2 separate regions of the Muntiacus reevesi genome follow, and region 1 is linked to region 2. A link is a contact called in public Hi-C data. All regions are on one chromosome and are shown on one strand. Each heading gives the region's core, a stretch centred on a gene start, on an enhancer-like site or on the middle of the called end of the contact. The rest is flanking DNA. Distances are from core to core; before and after follow the strand shown. Region 1 holds the start of NPAT (nuclear protein, coactivator of histone transcription). Region 2 holds the start of CUL5 (cullin 5).

Region 1 (6,525 bases), core at 959-3,458, 250 kb after region 2:
TGTAAATTCTAAGGGGAAAACTCTATTTTTAGCAATTGGCACAGTGCCTGGAACATACTAAGCAACCAAAGATTTGCTGCAAGAACATGATGAAGAAAAGGGGCAACAATGAGAAGGACTGAAGGAGTACTGAGAGGGAGGGGGTACTGACAGAAGAATCATGGGCAAAGAATAAAACTCTTAATTTTTAAGCTACTAAGTTTTGTGACTCATAGATCTCCGTGGTGACATGATAATGCTAAATGAAAAAAGCAAAAGTGGTGAGATTTGCTTTTTTTGGTAGTATATACTCTTTTGTACAACTTGAAATTTTTGGTAAGTGAACAACTCTTTCAACTATTAGAACTGGAGGTGTAGTGTTAATGCTTTAGGCAGATTTTTGTAACCATAAATAAGATGAATTGCAAGACTATATGAGAAACTATGAAAATAGTCCAAAGGAGAAATAGGATGCATACTGTTAGTACTGGTGGCAATAAAAATGGAATGTGAATGACAAATAAGAATTTTAGGATAAGAAACAATGACTGCCTCCAACTAATAAAAAAAAAAAAAAGAAACAATGACTGTAATTTTTACCAGTTTTTAAAGAAGGAGGAAGTCTAGGAGAATATTCACAAGTTTGTTTAAAGTATTACAGTTAGAAAATCATACTGCTTTCTTAAGACCAGTGGTCCTTGCCCTCCAGGAAATATACTGGCAATATCTGGACACTTACTTTATTCTGACAATTGGGTGAAGGCAGGAACTGGGTCCCTGCTGGCATCTAATGGATAGAAGCCAGGGATGCTGCTAAACATCCCACAAAGCAAACAGGACAGCTACCATAATAAAGTATGTCAGTATTATTGTGAATTTTGTGAGTCTACTCCGGATCTGTTTACAAATAAGCCTAATTAATATAACAATTACAAGATAGACAGCTTTCTTCTTAGATGTAGGTTAACTGTTAATATTCAGCTCTGATAAAGTGTGCAAAAGATTAACCAAACATTAACAAAATATTAGTTTAAATTTAAGTGATTATTTTCTCCAAAAACAGATGGTAGAACCATTACCCTCTAAAGTTTCCTGCAAAATGTGCTTGTCAAGAGTCTGTGCATGAAAACTTTTTTCTTTTTTTGGACAGGGCCGAATACTTTAAAAAGGGAATAAGAAATGGATTTTTCTGACAGTAAAATAATGTTAGTAACGGCCTTTAGATACCAAGGCAAGTTTTAGAACAGATGTTTACCATTTAACCACTCACATATGATGTCTGTAAATCTGGCTCCGGTTTTGAGTTTTATGTGGCTCTCATTCCCAGCAATACAATACTCTTTATTCTTTCAGGGAACAAACAACAAAACCCGTTTCCTGCACAGACAATACACCCTGACAACTGGCAGTGTCACTCTTCAAACTGAGGAAAAACTAGGACTAGAAAACGTTCCACTGGAAGGCATTTCCAGTGAAAAGTCTTGCTAATTAAAAAAAAAAAAAAAGAATTGCTGATGTCTTAAAAGTATGCAATTGGCGTTTCAAACCTCTACATTCTACGACTTCTTGCAGGAGGCTGGGGGATAGAGGCAGGATCACTTCATTCGTTCCAAATTCGTAGCGCTAAAGGCAAGTTATGAGAAGGCCGTCAGAAAGGTCCTTCGCTAAAGCTGGGTGGCTGGGGAAGTCTTTTATTTTTCCTAATTCGGCCCCAGCTCTGACACGGGAAAGTGAGCCCAAGGTTGAAGAACACGCAGTCCATCCATCACGTAGGCAACTCCCCTGCAGGATTCTAATTGAGTGTGCAGGCCTGACTTTCCCTCCAAATCCGGGCCTCAGGTGTTCCACCCGGAGTTTCTCTTCAGCCGCCCCTCGCCACAGAGTCTCGGAAGAGTGGAGCATTCACACATAAAGAAACTTAAACCGCCCGAGCCTCCCACTGAAGAAGATTCACCGCCAGTCTGAACTTGCAGGTGGGGAGGCAAAGCCCCAAAGCTTTCCCACCCTGGGAAAAACCTCTGGCTCCAAAGGTCCTTCCGTCCGGCTTAGCCTGATCCAGTACCCCTCCCTCCCGCGCCGGCGCTTACCCAATACCAGCCGGGCTACGTCCGAAGGTAACAGCATGATCGAAGCCGCAGAAGGAACCGTAGTGAGAGACGAGACTCGGATAAAAACCAACACAGCGACAGCCCCTGCGCCGCATCTCCCGGTTCCAGTGGCGGCACTGAACCCGCGACAACTTGTCCCGCCTCTTTCGCTCCACGCCAGCCAATCGCTTCCGCCGGAGAAAGAAAGGCGCCGAAAAGAAACCCGCCTCCGTTCTACTTGGAGCTGTCGTCACATCCGCCCTCACATTTGGATAGGGGCGGGGCGGGAAGGCGGGAGGGGAGAGGCAGAGCCGGCGCTAGAGGGCGAGCGGCAGACGCAGGGCCGCTCGCCATTGGCTGACAGGGCGCACGCGCGTTTCCCTCAGCCGGGCCCTGTGTTTGGGGAGGCGGGTCTTGGGAGTGCAGAGCGTGCGTGTTGGGACAGCGTGGGCAAACGGTGCCCCGGCGCTAGTTCGCCTTAGTGCTTCCTTTGGGTAAAAGTACGCTGCGCTATCACTCCAGGTTTGATCCGGAAGCCGGAATAGTGCTGGGACAGCCTGCTCGGGCTTTTCGGGAGGCGGGTTGAGCGGGCTTCTAGGCTGCGGACATCACCGCTTACACAGATTCCACTTCGGCAAAGTCCAACGGTAGGGCCGCGGAAGAAGCTCAGTGGCTTCAGCGTTGGGGAATTCAGTCCTAGCTGAGCCGTTCAGCCCCTGCCTCCAGACGCACGCCTACAGAGCGGCCCTTTCCCCTTCTCTTTACCTCATTTAGCCTAGCCCCCTGTCCTTATGGCTTTCTTCTGCCCACCCATCGTGCTCCTGGCGTATTTAGTCTTCAGCCTTCTTGCTCATCCCCTTCCGGAGTTCAGATGTAACTGGATGGCTTGACTAATCATCTTTTTCTCTCCTCTCATAATTAGCAGTTTTAATCAGCGAGCAATTTGTAGAGGCTTAAACTGTAGTCTCCTGAGTAACGGCTTGGGCTTTGGAATCACTCTCCAGTTCAAAATTGTGACTGTCGGCTGACTGTGTACTATCTAGCCTGTGGTAATTCTATCCTGTGGTAAGTGTCGTGGTCTGTGTGGGGGTTGGAAAAGAATTTCCAGGCATGAGGCAGAATTAGAGGAGAATAAAATTTATTAGAGTGAGAGCTGCTGTTAAAACAGCTGGCCATTTCAGGGGAGAGCCAAACGCTTTTGCAGGCTTGCAGCCAGTTTCCATAACCTTAAGACAGAAACTTCCTACTGGAATGGTGGCATTAGGTGATTGGTAAGGATGCTCTTGGGTGGATAGTAGGGTGGGTATCTTACATATTAGGGGTTAGGGTACTGACTGGTTTAGATCCCGAGGGTCATAGCAACAGTTGCTATGGGGCTTAGTCAGTTCCAGGGATTTTTATCCTGTGACCTTGGTATAGGGCTCCACATTCCGCCCTTTTTTAATTTATGGGCCAAACTTTGGCCCCTTAACACCCTGCTCATGACTGCCTGTCTGCCTACCTTATCCTTGTCTTGGGCCTGGGGACCCAAGTCACTAAGGAGTGGGGCTTCTTCAAGCTGGGCAGGGACATTGTGGGGTCCTGAGTCCCAGTGCCCACTTTCTGCCAGGGTGCATTTACAGAGGGAAATGAGAGTCCACAAAATGATAAGGCAGCTTGTTCAGCGTTGTCTGGGTGTTGGCTGGGGGATATTCTAGTTGTATTACTATTTGGAGATTTATTTGTTGTATTCTAGAAGAAACAAACTTAAGAAGAAAATTAAAGAAACATGGCCCAAAGTTTAATAGAAGTAGAAAAACTGCTGAGGGGCTCACCAGGAGAACCAAGACCAGACACTGGTCCGTAACATTAGTGTTTCTCTAGGAAGATGCAGGAATTTGGGCTCATAAAAATCCTGACCTGAAAACATCTCTCTGAAGGCCTGTTCTTCCAGTTTTTCCCAGAACAGAGTGCCTTAATTCTGATCTCTACCCTGAACTTTTAGGGGCTGTTGTTGAAGGTCAGCAGCTTGCAGTCGTCATGATTTAATTTTTGTAGAGGCAGCTGGCAATTACCAATGTTCAGTCAGCAGGGCCCCTTCGTAGCCGCATTTTTGATCATACGTTGGAGGCATTTCGTGGCCACTGTGTCCCACGATGCTGGGAAGACTCATTCCCAAGTCTAGTGAAGATTCCACTGATAGGTCACTCAGTGTGCTGGTACTAGACCAGGTCTTGTGAGTAGCAAAAGTCTCTGGACCATCCATGTTTTACTAGCCTCTTGGTCCAGGAAATTACTCCCTCCTGTTACTTCTTCCCGTGTCTAGAGTTACGTTATTAAAATAGTTGATCTCATATGGAACTGCATATCAGCGTTTTATCATAGCCTTAGTCATTCATTTGGTAACATAAGAAACAAGTTTCTGAAACAGTTGACATAGAATATAATATAGCTAGCAGTTGTTAGTAAGTTCATAAGTAAGAATTTAAGTCAAGAACTTGCATAAAGTATAGCATGGTATGTGCCAAGGTCATCTGACTTAGTTGTTAAATGACTCTAGCTTGGTGTCAATCTAATTAAACCTTTTAGCAATATAACAATTATCTTAGAAGTGAGTCTTAGTAAATAGACCTTAATTAACAAAGCTAGAACTTAATATTCAGTGAAGCATAGTGTTGTGTTTTTTTTTTTCCCTTTGTGAGGGCATTAATTCTGTAGCCAGAGAAGGCTTTAATCCATCAAATAAAAATGAGGTTTGTCAGGGAGCTGGGAAAATCCAAGTGGCCATCTTGGATTTACCTTAGCCCTGACTCTGGTTAGCAGTTATTCACCCATTTTTAATTCCCCAATTTAGGAGTAGACTGAGTTCAGTTCAGTTGCTCAGTCATGTCTGACTCTTTGCGTAGACTCTTTGAGTGGAGTGGTACACTCAAAGGGTGGATTTGAGTGGACCATACTTTGAGTGGACTATTGCCATGTTTTAAATTGACAGGTTAATTTTTGTATATGTAGAATGAGCTTTGTCTACATCTACCATAATTTTTATAGATCATGGTGAAATAATGCTTATTTATTTTAACAAAGTAACAAAAGATTTTAGAAACATATAAATCACTTAAAGGCAAAGAAATTCACAATCTGTGATCAAAAGCTGTATTTTTTTCCTAGTAATCATGCTTTTATTTTTTTCATTTATCTTTATTTGTTGGAGGCTAATTACTTTACAATATTGTAGTGGTTTTTGCCATACATTGACATGAATCAGCCATGGATTTACATGTGTTCCCCATCCCGATGCCCCCTCCCGCCTCCCTCCCTATCCCATCCCTCTGGGTCTTCCCAGAGCACCAACCCTGAGCACTTGTCTCATGCATCCAAGCTGAGCTGGTGGTCTGTTTCACTCTTGATAGTATACTTGTTTCAATGCTATTCTCTCAGAACATCCCACCCTCACCTTCTCCCACAGAGTCCCAAAGTCTGTTCTGTACATCTGTGTCTCTTTTTCTGTTTTGCATATTGGGTTATTGTTACCATCTTTTTAAATTCCATATATATGCATTAGTATACTGTATTGGTCTTTATCTTTCTGGCTTACTTCACTCTGTATAATGGGCTCCAGTTTCATCCATCTCATTAGAACTGATTCAAATGAATTCTTTTTAATGGCTGAGTAACATTCCATTGTGTATATGTACCATAGCTTCCTTATCCATTCGCCTGCTGATGGGCATCTAGGTTGCTTCCATGTCCTGGCTATTATAAACAGTGCTGCAATGAACATTGGGGTGCACGTGTCTCTTTCAGATCTAGTTTCCTCAGTGTGTATGCCCAGGAGTGGTATTGGTTTTTTAAGGAATCTCCACACTGTTCTCCATAGTGACTGTACTAGTTTGCATTCCCACCAACAGTGTAAGAGGGTTCCCTTTTCTCCACACCCTCTCCAGCATTTATTGCTTATAGACTTTTGGATAGCAGCTATCCTGACTGGCGTGTAATGGTACCTCATTGTGGTTTTGATTTTCATTTCTCTGATGAGTGATATTGAGCATCTTTTCATGTGTTTGTTAGCCATCTGTATGTCTTCTTTGGAGAAATGTCTGTTTAGTTCTTTGGCCCATATTTTGATTGGGTCATTTATTTTTCTGGAATTGAGCTTCAGGAGTTGCTTGTATATTTTTGAGATTAATCCTTTGTCTGTTGCTTCGTTTGCTATTATTTTCTCCCATTCTGAGGGCTGTCTTTTCACCTTGCTTATGATTTCCTTTGTTGTGCAAAAGCTTTTAAGTTTAATTAGGTCCCATTTGTTTATTTTTGCTTTTATTTCCAATATTCTGGGAGGTGGATCATAGAGGATCCTGCTGTGATTTATGTCAGAGAGTGTTTTGCCTATGTTCTCCTCTAGGAGTTTTATAGTTTCTGGTCTTACATTTAGATCTTTAATCCATTTTGAGTTTATTTTTGTGTATGGTGTTAGGAGGTG
Region 2 (6,376 bases), core at 1,949-4,448:
GCATGCAGGATCTTCTTTGTGGCATGCGAGCTTCTCTCTAGTTGTGGCTCATGACCTCCAAAGCAAGTATACTCAGTAGTTGCAGCATGAGGGCTTAGTTACCAGGCAGCATGTGCAATCTTAGTTCCCCAACTAGGGATTGAACCCACGTTGTCTGCACGGGAAGGTGAACTCACCACTGAACCACCAGGGAAGTCCTTAACTAATAGTTTGTTGATTAAACTTCATACACCACCTTTATATGTACAAAGCTTTGCTTTTTCTTCTTACAAATGAAAAACTTTGAATTTATTGTTGTGCTAAAAATGGACTTCAAGAGCCTATTTTGGGAGTAACAATCCCAAACTTTCTGGTAGTAACAGGTGCTTTATGGTCTGCCAGTCTTGCTTGGATTTCTATAAGGAAGTGTGAAAAAAATAAACACAAATATATTTTTCAGATTTATATCATATAGCTGAGTGGGAAAAAAGATGTTAAGTGTATAACTGGTATGCCATTGTTTGTGGGAAGAGAAAATAAATACATATATGAATGTTTATATATGCAGCAAATGTCCTGAGGATTCACAAGAAATTTATAATTATTATTTCTGAGTAAGGGACAACAGTTGCCTAACGGACTGTGGAGGAAAGGAAGTCTATTAAAAAAATGTCCCACAACATTTAATTATGAAAAATGTTAAACATTATAGACAAACTGAAAGATTTTACATAGAGGACACTAGTTAATCCATCCCAGATTCTGCCATTAACATTTTTTACTATAATTGCTTTGTCAACTTTTCTATGCAACCATCAATCCATCTTATTTTTTGATACATTTCAAAGCAAATGGTAAACATAACTTCAGTTATTCCTAAATTCTTCAGCCTGAATATCATTAACTAAACTCAAATGCTGTTTCTGCTTTTTCTTTTGAATGAGATGCAAAAATTTTAATGGTACACTGACTGGGTTTTGACAAATTAACAGTGGTAAAAATCTGCCTGCCAAGCAGGAAACATGGGTTTGATTCCTGGGTTGGGAAGATCCCCTGGAGGAGAAAGTGGCAATCCACTCCAGTATTCTTGCCTGGGAAATCCCATGGACAGAGGAGCCTAATAGGCTACAGACCATGGGGTCACAAAGAGTCGAACATGGCTTACTGCTTAAACAACAACACAATAACAATACACCTGAGTAAACCAAATACCTACCACAATATAGAACATTATGCTAGGAAAGGGAAGGAGGCTTACTTTTAACTGTAATCCTTTTAGTACCTTCTGAATTTTATGTTATGTGATTGTGTTCTCTATATTTAAATAAATAAAATATTTAAATATTTTAATAATGATGGTTTACAGAAGCTAAATTGGGTGAGGAAGAAAGTGAAAAAGGAGGGAATGATAGAGAACAAGGAGGTAGCGGGGTCAATGGAATGAAGAACTCATTTCAGGTCAGACTGTAACAGTGGAGATGCCAGAGCAAGCAAGTTTGGAGAAAGGAATGTCTTGTTAGGCAGTGGGATATATGAAACTGAAAATTCAGAAGTAGTCACAAGATTCAGAGTGTGATCATAGGAATAGTACAGGATAGTAGTCCCTTCCAAACCACATGCTCGGAACAACACATTGTATTTTACCTTTGCGGTATTTATCACAACTCCATTTCAGCAACATTTGATTCATGTAACTATGCTTAATATCTAGCTCCCTTATTAGACTATAAGCTCCAAGAGGACAGAGGTCTTATCTGTCTCATTAATCCTAGATTTCCAGTGCTTAGTACATAACAAGACACTTGAACAGGCATTAGATACTTAACTACTTAATAATGAATTCTTTAAGAAGGGTCATTAATTTATGAACATATTCAACTGCTCTATTACAGTATGTTGCCTAACTTTTTAATGGTACATAGTTATAAATTAATCAACTTACACTTTGCAAATAAAGCAGTAGAGTTGAACTAGGGTTGAAGACAACCCAGGGTCACTGGGAAAGGGATCCATAATTATACAAAGTTTATTCTGGACCAGACTTTTCGTCTGACCCAGTTGTGACCCTGACCAGAAAGAAGTTTCCATTTTCTCACCTGTAGAACAAAGATGACCTCTGAGTCATCTCCATGTTGACAGGACATTACAGGCCTAGTGGCTCTGAATCCTTGTTCTACCATGTAGTCATTGTTTAATCATGCCTAGATCACTAATAAATCACTGTAAAATGTAGGCCATCTAGGTGGCATGATTGTGTCGATCTAACAAGATAATACAAAAGCTTTCTAAATTACTCTTCTCATTGGATTCACTAGAGTAGTCAGACCAATCACGTTTAAACGGGAGTCTGATCATACCACTCCTCTGTTCAAAAACCTGCAATGATTGCCCATCTCACTGAGAATAAGAGCCAGTCTTGGCTGTGGTGTACAAGGCCCAATAAGGCCTTCTATTCTTCTTACTCTCTCTCCGCTCTAAACACACTAACCTTCTAACTGTCCCTCTGAAACTCTGGGCAACGTGCCACCTGTGCTCCCCCCTATAGGGAATGCGCTCCTCCCAAATATGTCCTGGCATTCTCCCTCACCGCTTTCAAGTCTTTTCGCTCAAATGCCATCTTCTCAGTGAGACCTACTTGGATCCCTCTGTTTAAAACCGCAAACTGCATCCCTCTTCTCTGCTTTATTTTGCTCTATAGCTCTAACTTCTCACATATTATGTATGAATGAACAGTTCGGAAACGTGTAGAATACAATACTAGGTATATTGTAGGTTCTACATATAAATTATATTCCCTTTATTTGGCCAGTGGTTTGAGGTCTGAAGGGATAACGCTTAGGGGTCTTAGGGTATAGGATGTTCTGTTATACCTGATCAAGCTCTTACAGGTTATTTCAGTGCCAGGCCATCTTGAGTAGAAATATTAATAGTTAACACGTTCGTGCATGGATTCATTGATTCATGCAAACAAATATTTCTTGGGTCCCTTAATGCGCCAGGTCTTGAAGACAGTTATTACAAGCATTTCATTCCGGATAATGTCTTTTCCGTAACCTCCCCCCAGCACACGGCGGCGGAGGGAGGAAGACATATACTCCTGCCAGCAGAGGGCGTGCCCCCGCCCTCGCGGCGGGATCTCGGCCCACGAAGCTTTCAGGCTCCCACGCTCGCTCCCGAGCGCGGCCCCGCCCGCCGCGTCACGTGACGCGGCCGCCGAACCAGAGCGGCCGGTCCCAAACCGAGCTAAATTCGTTGCCAGTGGTCTCTGCGGGTGCCACCACAGAGGCTCATCTGAAGGAGTGGGGAGGCTCGTGGAGCCGATGCTTCCTCTTCCGATTTCAGGTCGGCTCCTGTTCCCTCTCACCTTTCGCCGCTGCCGTCTCCCTGAGTGTTTGCATGAGCTCTCTAGTAAGGAGAGGCCCCGGTGACCATGTAGGGAGGGAAGAGCGAGGAAGCTCCGGGAGTGAGGGACGAGGTCAGCGCTGTGTGCACGCCGGCGCCCACCACATCCACAGTGCCCGCCCGGGGGCCCCTCGGCCCAGGTGGGAAACTCGGGCCTGCAGTAGTGGCCTGGCACCGAGCGCCACGAAATCTCGCGCGGTCTCGCGAGAGTCTAAGTTGAAGGAACATGGCGACGTCTAATCTGTTAAAGGTAAGACCCTTAGTCCGGCTTGGATTTCTGCTCCGCGAGCGGTGGGTTCAGCTCTTGGGGAATGACTCGGTTCTGGTTTAGCGGCGAAATGGGGGTGTGTTCAGGGGTTGTCTACCGGAAGAGAAACCGGGGAGGCAGCCGCCGAGGAGCGGAACGCGGTTCTCCGGCCTTGGGGTCGAGAGGCCCTGGTTGTCCCTGCTGCCGGTTGCCCGGTGTATGAAAGGCCCGGGCGAGGGCTGACGGCGGACAGTGGTCTCAAAGGGCCAGCGCTGGCCCGGGACCCCAGAAGAAAGGTGGTGGCACGTCCTGACGGATCGGGCAGTTAGTGTCCTTAGGGTCTCAGATTCTTCTGAAGCGCGAGTCTTGAGACGCAGATAAGAAAATCCCAGAAAATGTTGCTAACAGGTTTTAGCGACCGGACCCCCACCTCCTCAGTTTCTCTTCTATCTGCGCGGAATTCCAAGTAAGACGGCAGCGCCTGCCGCCCCACTCCCTCCCTTAACTGCTTACTACACCTTCCCTTCTGTTCTTCCTTTCTTGAGTTCGTATTTTTACCCTTTTTTAACTTAGGAAACTGTTCCTCAATCAACCCCATTACAGCACACAACCAGATGACGACAGTGGAAGCACTGCTGTTGTTTTAGGGCTTAGGAAAGTTGCCTTATCAAAGAAAACCGTTAAAGTTAGTTTTATGTATTTGGGATAGCAAGGGGGATCTAGGCCCAGAGAGGCAGATTCTCTGCCATGAGTTACAAAGTTTAGAGGAGAAGGAGGAAGACCTGCACTAGTTTCCTCTATGGTATGTTTGTAGTAGGCAATACTTTATACCTTAAAAGTATTTCTGAAATGGGGGTAGTATATGAACTACTTCTCCCTCAAAAACCCTGTCAATTAAGCCTTCAGACAGTGTTGACAGAGAATAGAAAATATGTTAAAACTTAACTGTAACCTCTTGTCTTCTTTAGACTACTAATACTAACTGTATTAGTCCCTCTAATTTTACTAATTTTAGAGGTAGAATGTCGTCTTTTAGAGAAGGGAATGGCAACCCACTTCAGTGTTCTTGCCTGGAGAATTCCATGGATAGAGGACCCTGGTGGGCTACAGTCCACAGGGTCGCAAAGAGTGACACGACTGAGCAACTAACACACACATATTAACCGCCCCCCCCTCCCCCCGCAACCCCGCGTCTTCTTTTAAAAGAGGGAGGGACCCAGAACTAGACCGAATTTCTGCTACTTAGCTTTTCTGCTCCATGACTTTGGGCAAGTTTCTAAATCTCTCCGTTCCTGAGTTTCCTCATCAATATAATGAAATCATCAATAGCACTTATTTCATAGGAGCTTTGTGAAGATTGAGTTGGTATATATATAATCTTAAAACAGCGACTGGGTCTTAACTGGTATGCAATACACATTAATTACTACAGTTACTACTGATGTTTCTCTAAGGAAACAAGTTCATGGAAGTTGAGTAATTCACTTCTTTTATATCAGTATAGCAAAGTTCTAATATATTAATTCAGAAAAAAAACTTCAACTTGCAAAGACTCCTGTTAATGTATCCATGCATTTACATAACCAATAGTGTATGTTATTAATTGAAATGTGTTTAAAATAATTGTGAATTTTTGACTAATTGATAACGTGGATATAAAGCAAAGTCTTTTTTCCTCCCAGATTTGTGTCTCAGGAAAGAGTGAGTCACTTTATTCTACTCCATACAAAGCCTTACAAAGCTTTGTTTGAAGGAGATATAAGTCTGAAGCTCCTTCATTCAATACTCATAAGTCGTTACCTTGTAGAGATTATGAATCTATATGTATAGCACACACCCACCTATAAAATGAAAAAGATACCTGAATGGATAGAAATGGGTGTTTAAGATGTAGGTTAAAAAGATCGTAATTCGAGCAGTTCTGTAACTCAAATAACTTTTATAAATAAAAGAAAAGTGATAATGTTTGACAAAACTGGTAAAAGTCACAGTCTCTAGTGAATATGAAAAGATGACAGATACACTGGAAATTTTTCAATAAAATTATTTAGTGAAATGTTGAAAAGGGGGAAAAAGAATTTCTCAATGTTTTATGTAGTATAATTTTAAATACATACAACTAACAAAATGGATATTATAAGTAGACATTTGATTCTTTTATCTGTATCACCAAAAGTTTCCTTATTCACATTGGTCAGAAAACTTTTTTTTCCTTTTTTTCTCTCCTCATTGAAGTGTGTGTGTGTGGGGGGGCAGGCGGGGATTGTCTTATATTTATGCCTTTAGAAGTGGTTAATGAAAAAGTAGGAAGTTTGTCTTGGAGAAATGGCAGGGAGACCCTTACCAGAATTTATAGGGTCATTTGAATTAAAGTCTGGAGAAGGTTGAAGGGAAGGGATGGACTGGAAGTTTGGGATTAGCAGATGTAAACTACTATATATATATAGAAAATAGAACGGATAAACAACAAGGTGCTACTTACTATATAGCACAAAGAACTATATTTAATATCCTGTGATAAACCACAGTGGAAAAGAACATTGAACAGATTGTATGTATGTATGTTTGTATAACCGAATCATTTTGCTGTACAGCAGAAATTAACTCAGCATTGTAAGTAAACTGTACTTCAATTAAAATATAAATAGATCAATAAATAAATTCAAGTCTGGTAATACCTTGAATAATGATAGATCTGGCTAGGGAATGGCCACGTTAGCCTCATTTCCTTTTTTGACAGGGTTTAAT

Evidence for each region. Hi-C and Micro-C count contacts between places; a contact is called where the count stands out from the background.
Region 1: a contact with region 2 is called in a Hi-C map of blood, with 4 times the contacts expected there. The contact joins the promoter of NPAT here to the promoter of CUL5 in region 2. A contact is called at or near these places in 2 of 3 Hi-C or Micro-C datasets (blood and muscle).

The regions. Positions count from the first base shown.
Region 1 is chr9:73,416,790-73,423,314 of mMunRee1.1, reverse strand. It overlaps NPAT (nuclear protein, coactivator of histone transcription), which reads right to left and starts at 2,208. Exons shown (of 18, transcript XM_065943955.1): 1 at 2,067-2,208. The coding sequence starts at 2,103.
Region 2 is chr9:73,665,242-73,671,617 of mMunRee1.1, reverse strand. CUL5 (cullin 5) reads left to right here and starts at 3,198. Exons shown (of 19, transcript XM_065943898.1): 1 at 3,198-3,631. The coding sequence starts at 3,608.